Regions from separate parts of the Oryctolagus cuniculus genome. Here regions 2 and 3 are each linked to region 1. A link is a contact called in public Micro-C data. All regions are on one chromosome and are shown on one strand. Each heading gives the region's core, a stretch centred on a gene start, on an enhancer-like site or on the middle of the called end of the contact. The rest is flanking DNA. Distances are from core to core; before and after follow the strand shown.

Region 1 (3,064 bases), core at 329-2,828:
TCAACGGGCTGGGCCGATCAGAAGCCAGGGGTTCCGGGTCTCCCTCGTGGTACAGGGGCCCAAGCACCGCGGCGGGTTCCACTGCTTTCTCAGGCCATTAGCAGCATCAGGAACACAAACAGGTGCTGATGGGAGCCGTTCTGAGCTCCCCCCCCCACCTCCCCGGCCTGTGGAAAATTTGCTCTCCCGCCCTCCCAAAGCGAAGTCTAATGGACGTTCAAGCAATGGACAGTTCCTGACGACGGCTGTGGCGAAAGGATGCTGGTTCTCGGTGTCGGAAGCGGCTTTCAACTCCAGCAGAGGCCTGAGCAGTTTGGGAAACCCGGGGTGGAAGATGACAGATTATGAAAGCAGGCAGACCTTGCTGAGCCGTCCAGAATGAGGCCCAAAGCAGTGCGAAGCCCAAATGTGCTGACACCTTGCAAATGGCCCGACATCGCTGGAGTCTCCAGGCCAACCCCCGTGGGAATGTTCCATGAATTAGGTCAGGGCTGGCATGGGCGTCCACAGACCTAGGAATCCCAGCCCCGTCTCACTACACATGTGTTACTTGGAGACACCACTTGAATCTCCTTTTATCACTTTCTCATCTTTAAAAAAGGGGACACTTCTTCCTAGAGCCTTATGTTGTGCCATTTTCCCGCTTTTTAAACCGTCTTCTCCAACAGGCTACAAAAACTTCTGTGTCTTCCTGCAGGAAATAACGCGGTTAAAACCTTTTGCCACATTACTATGCAGAACGTTTTACAAAATATTTATTTGGAAGAGTTGGAGAGGAAGAGACAAAGATTTTCCATCTGTTGGTTCAGTCCCCAGATGGGCACAATGGCCCACACTGGGCCAGGCTTTGGGTCTCCCACGTGGGTAGCAGGGGCCCAAGGACTTGGGCCATCTTTCACTGCTTTCCCAGGCCATAGCAGAGAGCTGGATTGGAAGCGGAGCAGCCAGGACATGAACAGGCACCCACCCATACGGGATGCTGGCGCTGCACGCCAGCGCCACCCCCAGAACACTTTTCAAATGTTATCTCCAGTAGCCTTAGCATAATGAGTATTGGCTTCCTTACTTTACAAATGCTGTTATTTCAAGACCCTGGAGCTTGCTGAAGGCAAGGCTGATGATTTAACTTCAAATTTTTCAATCCACGGGAGCCTGCGCCTAGTGGGAAAGGATCTGGTGCTCCTTGCAGGGGTGTCTGGAAGTTAACAGATCGGAGACTGACTTTCCAGCCAAGAAACCTAGCAGATGCCACCTGAGCATCAAGATAATATTACCGATAATGGGGCCAGCGCCGCGGCTCACTAGGCTAACCCTCCGCCTGCGCGTGCCGGCACGCCGGGTTCTAGTCCCGGTTGGGGTGCCGGATTCTGTCCCGGTTGCCCCTCTTCCAGGCCAGCTCTCTGCTGTGGCCAGGGAGTGCAGTGGAGGATGGCCCAAGCGCTTGGGCCCTGCACCCCATAGGAGACCAGGAGAAGCACTTGGCTCCTGGCATCGGATCAGCGCGGTGCGCCAGCCGTAGCGGCCATTTAAGGCGTGAACCAACGGAAGGCAGACTTTTCTAACTCTGCCTGTCAAAAAAAAAAATGACTGATAATGGGAAGAGCTAAGGGCACATCACCTCCTCATTGTTTTTCACAAAATTCAAGAGCCTTATAATGAGGAATGTAGTTAAACTCAATTTGAAGGATATTTTACAAGGCATCTGATCAGTGCTCAAAAATCTGAAGGTCAGGTGGGCGACTGACACAGCAGTTAAGATGTTGACCGAGATGCCTGAATCCCACATTGGAGTGCATTGGGTTTCAGCTCCAGCTCTAATGCCAATTCTGGCTTCCTGCTCATGTGTACACTGGGAGGCAGTATGTGATGGCTCAAGGAGTTGGGTCCCTGCCACCCACGTAGGGGAAGCTGGTAGAGTTCCTGGCTCCAGGCTTTGGCCTGGCCTAGCCCTGGCTGTTGCTGGCACTTGGAAAGTGAACAAGCAGATGGGAGATATTTCTCTGCTTTTCCAATAAATAAAATAATCTAAAGGCCATTAAAGACAAGGGATGAATGAGGAGCTGTCATAGACTGGAAGAAACCTTATAAGGAAAAAAGAAAAATATCATTTGGTGGAAAAACTGGTGAAATCTGAATAAGGACTGTAGTTCAGTGTAATTTTACCAGTGTTAATGTACCAGTTCTGATAACTGTACCACCACTATGTGGGATGTTACCATTGGAGAAAGCTGGGTGAAGCAGGAGTTCTGCAAAAATTATTGCAAAATAAAACTTTGTAGACTTGGATACCAAGGACTGATTATCAAATGCTGGAAACATCAGGAACTCGTTTAGCAAGGGAAGAAGTGCTGCAGTGACTGGACCCCAAAACATGCTGGAAGACAGGCCCAGGACGATCACTGCTACCGTGCACCTGCAGAACCAGACCCTACGAAAGATCACAATTCCAGAAGCAGAAAAGACAATATTGAAGTTATGTGCCTGGAGCCAAAATGAAGGTGTACAGGCACCTGGAGGTAGGACTAACAACCTTGACTGTCAGACTTACAAGTTAATGGAGTTTAGGGCCGGCGCCGCGGCTCACTAGGCTAATCCTCCGCCTAGCGGCGCCGGCACACCGGGTTCTAGTCCCGGTCGGGGCGCCGGATTCTGTCCTGGTTGCCCCTCTTCCAGGCCAGCCCTCTGCTGTGGCCAGGGAGTGCAGTGGAGGATGGCCCAGGTGCTTGGGCCCTGCACCCCATGGGAGACCAGGAAAAGCACCTGGCTCCTGGCTCCTGCCATCGGATCAGCGCGGTGCGCCGGCCGCAGCGCGCCAGCCGCGGCGGCCATTGGAGGGTGAACCAACGGCAAAGGAAGACCTTTCTCTCTGTCTCTCTCTCTCACTGTCCACTCTGCCTGTCAAAAATTAAAAAAAAAAAAAAAAAAAAAAAGTTAATGGAGTTTAGTCTGTGGTGACCTAAGAATTTAAGCAGAGGAGAGGCCTGAGATCTATTCCACAGATCATTCTGAAGCAGGAGAGAAGACGGGACTGGAGGGCATTCGGAAACGGAAACACTAAAGACAG
Region 2 (3,324 bases), core at 317-2,816, 180 kb before region 1:
CCCCCTCTCCTGACCACTAGCCGAGCCTCTTGGATTTTCTTTCCCAGCCCTGCCAGCTTCCTGGTTCTCAGATTCCCAGCTCTGCTCCAGGGAGAATCATTCCCCTTTAATAACCACAGCAGCTGTGCCCAGAATAGCACTTGAGCCCTAAGCCACCTCTACCCCGGCCCATCTTGAGCAAAGCCCAGGGTGGGACGGGGCTCCGGTGGCACCTCCAGGCGCATCCTCTTGGGAAGTCAGAGGCTTCTGTTAGCCCTGCGAGTCGAGAGAAAGGTGGCGGAAAGCCTGCAATCACCAGCAGTTGCCAGGGTCCTGTCCTTCCTGCTGACAACCCTGGGAGTCAGCGAGGCGATGAAGGGCCAGTTCAGAGAGCCCTCACCCCACCCTCCACCCCCCACCCAACCAACATTAGCCCAGAGACACCCTGACGGCCAGTGGTCAGAGCAGCTGGGAAGCAGCTGGGACTCTATCATAGAGAGGGGACAGACGGGGTCAGGGCCACAAAAGGGGACCCTGTCCCCAGAGGTTTCCTGGACAAAGACCCAGGAGTGAGGCGAGCTGGGCGCCCTATAGGAGAAGCTCCCCAGCGGGAGGGTGGGCAGCAGGTAACTAACTGGTGCTGAGCACCCACCACCCACTGTGTCTGCCCGTGGATAACGCACCTGTCACTCTAACTGGACATGTGGTCTCGAGTAAGCCACCTCCCCTCAGTCTCCCCTCCCACGAAATGGGGTCTGAGACCCTTCCTTTGGTGGCTGGCACTGACGTCAGCCGAGCGCAGCACACCAGTCAGGGATTAGGAGGATGTTTAGTCCCTGAGGGGCGGAGCCTGGAGCGGGGACAGAGGGGATTCCGCCACCATCTGGTGCCGTCCCCAACCACCTGGAGTCCGAGCCCGCCCCGAGTCCCCGACAACCCCCCAGCCCAGCAGCGCCGTCCGACCCCCGGCAGGTAGCAAGAAGAAAAGTTGGGGGTCAGAGACCCGATGGCAGCCCTCAAGTTAGCCCAGGAAACTGCCGAGACCCCCTCCCCGGCTCGCTTGCCTGTCGGCGTCCCTCACCCAAGCTCCGGCCCTGACACAGCGCCCACCGGGTCACCGGAGGACAGGCGACCCAATCTGGGGGAAAGGGGCGGGGCTGGCCTTGGTGACGTCTCAATGTCATATGTAAATACGAAGACGTCACGGTCTACTGGGCGTGCGGCAGCCAATCGGGAGCCGGGAACGCTGCCCCCGCGGCCGCCGGCGGAGACAGACAAAGGCCGGGACGCGGGGGGCGCAGGGCGTGTCCCGGGGCGCCAGGAGCCCCCTGATCCTAATCGGTAGGGACTCACCTGGGCACCTGCGCGGTGCAGCGGGCGGGGCGGTGCTGAGGTAGTTGTGCGGCGGGGGCGTCCCAGGGCTCGACGGCGGCTCACAGGCCGGGCTGCATCGCGGGCGGCGGGCGGGGAGGCGGCGGCGGCGGCGGGCGCTCGGAGCTGCGGCGCTCGCCCACGGGGCTGGAAGCCTGTGCGGCCGCTGCGGCGCGGCTCACGGCACAAATTGGAACGTTCAAACAGCTGATTGTGACGTCACAAAGGGGCCGCCCGCCTCGCGTCACGGCCGGCGCCCCGGCGACCAATCCCAGGCTGCGGGTCCCCCCCCTCGGCCCGCCCCCGCCGCGGCTCGCCGGCTGCTGTGCAGCGGCTCGGGCGAGCATGCGAGCGGTGCTCGGAGCCCCGGGGGCCCGGGACAGGCCGCTTCCGGTAGCTAGGAACCCCCCCGCCCGTGAGGACGGCCCCCCTGCTTGCCCCGGGTGACCTTGATCTCGCACTGCTAACGCGGGTCGCCGCGCCTTCCCCCCCTCCCTCTGCGCTCGCGTCCTTGGCCTGCACCCTGTGTCCAAGTCCCCGGAGCTGCGCTCGTCCTGGACTCCACGCCGCGTCCGTGCCCCTCCACGCCCCACGCTGCCCCCACGCCCTGCTCGCCCCCTGCGTCCCTGGTTTCCCACTCCCTCTGCCTCAGCTGAGCAAGACGGGGAGGAGGGGCTGTCCCCTTTCTCCGCTCCTGCGGAGCTCCTGGGCAGGTAGTAGGACTTGGAGAGGAATTGTTGACTTAGCGCCCGGGCTGGGCTGGTGCGTTTGCACACGCTGTTTGATCCACGTTGCCTCTAGGGCTGGGTTGACGTATGGAGACGACGAGACTCACACATCTCACTGTTACTGTGTGAATTCACACGCCGTTATGCACTAGCGGTCATTACCACAGGCACACCACCAGCAGACCCCGACCACTTCCTGTGAACCAGACACTGTGGCGTGGTGCTTGAACTTCACAGCAACCCCGCAGAGTGGGTATTTTACACTTAAGGAAACAAACTCAGAGAGCATAAGTGACTTCCCGGAGTAAGTAGGCTATAGTCAACACCAGAGTCAGGACGTGAACCCCGGGGCCTGTGTAGCTGGTAAAGAGATGCCACTTCGAGTCCTGGCTGCTCCCCTTTCAGTCCAACTCCCTGCTATGGCCTGGGAAAAGTAGCGGAAGATGGCCCAACTGCTTGGGCCCTGGCTGCACTCATGGGAGACCAGGCTCTTGGCTTCAGCCTGGCCCAGGCCTGGCCATTGTGGCCATCTGGGGGGTAAACCAGAGGATGGAAGATCTCTGTTTCTCTCTCCCTCTCTGTGTAACTCTTTCAAATAAATAAATTCTTTAAATACACACACACACAAGATTCGAACCTATAGCTTCTGGCCCTGGCCGTCTTCAATCTCTCCATGCACCAGGTGATCTAAACCCCAGAATGTGTCAACCCCCCCCCCCCCACCACCACCAGAGATCTGAGTTCGAGGCCTAACTGTGTCCCCGATTGGCTGTGTGAAATCTGACAAGTCCCATTCCTCCCTGGGGCTGAGTTTCTGTCCCAGCTTCCTTCCAGAATGGACACTACGGTCTCCAAGCCCTCCACCCTCGGGATCCTGCCAGGGCCAGACGCCAGGCCCTACCTCTTCCAGTGGCCTGGGAGATGCCTGGGGAGAGACCACGCGTACAGACCCTCGGCTCCCCAGGGTCCCCTCTCAGTGGAGCAGAGCTGCTGGGGAAGGGTCAGGCCCAGGGGGAGCTACTCCAGAGGTCAGTGCTGTGGGGAGAAAAACCCCGGCCCCGCCTGGCGTGGCACTTCTGAGGGACACCGCAGCCCTGGCATGTGGGAAAGGGGCCCTGGAAGTGCCACCCAGAGGCTCCCACGGGAAGGGGAGTGGCCTTGTGTTCCTAGGAGTGACGTCCCCGCGTGTCCTCATCCCTGCAACCCTGAGCCTCTGCCCACCACGGCCACTTCCTGCTAACCTCCT
Region 3 (3,120 bases), core at 476-2,975, 200 kb after region 1:
CGCCAGCACACCGGGTTCTAGTCCCGGTCAGGGCGCCGGATTCTGTCCCGGTTGCCCCTCTTCCAGGCCAGCTCTCTGCTGTGGCCAGGGAGTACAGTGGAGGATGGCCCAGGTACTTGGGCCCGGCACCCCATGGGAGACCAGGAAAAGCACCTGGCTCCTGCCTTCGGATCAGCGTGATGCGTTGGCTGCAGCGTGCCAGCCGTGGTGACCATTGGAGGGTGAACCAACGGCAAAGGAAGACCTTCCTCTCTGTCTCTCTCTCTCACTGTCCACTCTGCCTGTCAAAAAATAAAAATAAAATAAAATAAAATAAAATAAAATAAAAAGTAGTGCTGACGACAAAAATTCCCAGCAGGTTCCCTGATGACCTCAGCTGGAGCAGTTTCAGTGGAGACTGGGGGCCGAGGCTACACAGCTGAGGGCCAAACTGGAGATGGGAAAGTGCACACTCAGGGTGGGGACAAAAGTTTGAGAAGCAGAGGGAGGAGATGGGGGTGAAAGTGGGAAGAGTGGGCATGGGGCTGAGAGAAATTAAAGGGCTTCAGGTGGCCAATTAAAACCCCCCAAGAGGCTGGCGCTGTGGCTCACTAGGCTAATCCTCCGCCTAGCGGCACCAGCACACTGGGTTCTAGTCCGGTCGGGGCGCCAGATTCTGTCCCAGTTGCCCCTCTTCCAGGCCAGCTCTCTGCTGTGGCCAGGGAGTGCAGTGGAGGATGGCCCAAGTGCTTGGGCCCTGCACCCCATGGGAGACCAGGAGAAGTACCTGGCTCCTGCCTTCAGATCAGCGCAGCGCACCAGCCATAGCAGCCATCTTGGGGTGAACCAACGGAAAAGGAAAACCTTTCTCTCTCTCTCACTGTCCACTCTACCTATCAAAAACAAAAACAAAAACAAAAACCCAAGAGAGACTTTTCACTCCACGAGTTGGACAACAGCTTGTCAGACAATGAGAGGTAACAGAGATGTGGCCGAGCCCGCGCTCTCAGGCACTGCCTGTGACAAAGCCACCGTGGAAAGCAGCATGTAGGAAAAGCTAAGGATGCACCATCGGCCCAGAAACTCCACCCCGGGGTACACTCGGGCCCCGGAGAAACCCACTCACGGGCGTGAGAAGACAAGGGCAGCATGTTCATGGCTCCATCTATGCAAGAGCGACACACCACACAGCCTGAACGTCAGCCAGATAGAACAAATAAATCATGGTATGGAGACACCGAAGTACTGTAGGCAGCAAATACAAACATGCGCAAATTATATGCATGACTCTTAGGAACATAATGCTCAGAGAAAAGCAAGCAGCACAAAGCTAACTGTGGTAGGTACCACACATAAAGGTTTTAAACACATAAGCCTATGAATTGTTTTAATGTATAAAGAAATGCATGCACATGTACTTACTCTCAGGGTGGTGATTGCGTGCGGCAGGGGAGATCTGGGGTGTGCCACATCCGTGGCATACTGTGGCTCTGTCTAAAATCTGTGGGGGAGGTATCATTCCGCCCATTTTACAGGTGGGGAAATCGAAGCTCGAGAAAGGGAACTGGCTGGAAGTTCAGTTCCTCCTGATTTTGGCCCTGGAATCAGAGGCAGAATAAATGAAAGGAACAATGGCCAGGTGTCCCTTGGGGAAGCCGAGCCGAAGGTCGATCGATAGCACTGGACAAAATTCAGAGTCCGGAGCAGGGATCGAAGTTCACTCTGGCCACGCCCCCGTGCGTGGGCCCCGCCCCTCGGGCTCAGCCTCAGCGGGACTCATGAATATGCAAAACGAGGAAGATATTTAAAGGCGCCGGCGCCACGCGCAGATTCCTGCCCCGCGCCGCCAGCCCAGTGCCTGATTTCTGCTCTAGGCCTGATCCCCTTTTCGCCCGTGTCCATCACCGCGTGCAGCAACACCGCCAGAATGTCTGACAAACTGCCCTACAAAGTCGGTGAGTTCCTGGATTTGTGGTCAGCCGCAGTTACCCTGCGCCGGCCGGGACTTCTCCTGGGCGGCGGCTACGGGGCCAGCCCGGGGTTTGTTGTGGGTGGCGGCCTCAGGGCCGACCCAAGGTGCCCAGGACCCCTTGGAATCGCAGGCTCGGCGCATTTCTGGCCGCGCGAGGCCGCCTGGGGGTTGGAGTTATCGCGTCGCGGCGAGCTGGTCGTTTGAGGCGGCCGCGGACTACAAGTCCCGGCGTGCCCCGCGACGCCCCGTACCTCCGCGCGGGCTGCGGAGCCGCGAACTGGCGGCATGGTCGCCGGGAGGCGGCGGGGGCGGGGTGGGAAAACCACCTGGCAGTGGTCTGGGACTGCGGGCACCTGCTGGAATGCGCCGGTGCCGCGGATCGAGCCTGCTCGACCTGGCCGGTCCCTGGACAAGAGCCCACCCGTTTCCTGGCCTCCTGCAGGGAAGGCGAGGGCGCTGGAGCTCCGAAGTGCGTGTGGAGGGGAGGCCTGGCCAGCGAGCCGACCCTGGCAGGGGTCCACACACGGGGAACTTTAGGCTACTCAGTCTGTGCCGTTCCTCCACCCAGGCGACAGGGACAGGCATGCAGGGAGTCAAAGAAAGTTTCGAGTCGTTAGAAAAGTCCTTCCTGGATTGTAGTGACGGTTAACGTTTGCTGAGCGTTTAACTGTGGGACTGGCACTACCTTCTAGGCTTATTCTAGAGTAACTCAGTTTGTTCTCAGAGCTCTCTGGGGTGGGGACTAATCTGCTTTTACAATGAGGATTCTGGGACATGGGAGTAAAGTGCAAACAGTTAAAGCCGGAGGTGGTGGAGCAGGATTCGAACCCAAGCCATCCAGACCTCTTAGGTGTGCCCTTTTCACCTTAAGCACGGACTTGAGAAGTTTTTGCACCAAAATAAACTTATTTGCATTCAGTTTTCCAAGGACTTTTTGAAGTCTCCTTATAGGAGTATACACCCGGGAACAGCCCTACTGAGCTCTCAGCAAAATCCTGTTCGGCTAGCTAGCGGCTGCCCGGCCAAAGGCGTGAGATATTTATGGAGCACGTGCAGCGGGCCTGAAGAATGATCCTTATAGAGGCGGACAGGCGCCTGTGATGCAAAGGAAGAAACGCCCTGAACGGAAGTAACTTGGAAAGGTTCTGTTAAAATGCTGTTCACCCAGT

Evidence for each region. Hi-C and Micro-C count contacts between places; a contact is called where the count stands out from the background.
Region 2: a Micro-C map of ear pinna shows a contact between it and region 1, with 4 times the contacts expected there. The contact joins the promoter of TP53INP2 here to the promoter of DYNLRB1 in region 1. A contact is called at or near these places in 2 of 6 Hi-C or Micro-C datasets (ear pinna and an unstated tissue).
Region 3: a Micro-C map of ear pinna shows a contact between it and region 1, with 4 times the contacts expected there. The contact joins the promoter of AHCY here to the promoter of DYNLRB1 in region 1. A contact is called at or near these places in 2 of 6 Hi-C or Micro-C datasets (ear pinna and an unstated tissue).

What each region holds. Positions count from the first base shown.
Region 1 is chr11:23,578,624-23,581,687 of mOryCun1.1, forward strand. It overlaps DYNLRB1 (dynein light chain roadblock-type 1), which reads right to left and starts at 1,579. Exons shown (of 4, transcript XM_002710795.5): 1 at 1-1,579.
Region 2 is chr11:23,397,813-23,401,136 of mOryCun1.1, forward strand. It overlaps TP53INP2 (tumor protein p53 inducible nuclear protein 2), which reads right to left and starts at 1,567. Exons shown (of 4, transcript XM_070051952.1): 1 at 1,333-1,567. It overlaps LOC138844315 (a long non-coding RNA gene), which reads left to right and starts at 1,175. Exons shown (of 2, transcript XR_011379942.1): 1 at 1,175-1,320.
Region 3 is chr11:23,776,100-23,779,219 of mOryCun1.1, forward strand. AHCY (adenosylhomocysteinase) reads left to right here and starts at 1,726. Exons shown (of 10, transcript XM_002710796.5): 1 at 1,726-1,934. The coding sequence starts at 1,907. It overlaps LOC103348190 (a long non-coding RNA gene), which reads right to left and starts at 1,579. Exons shown (of 3, transcript XR_007919648.2): 1 at 1,402-1,579.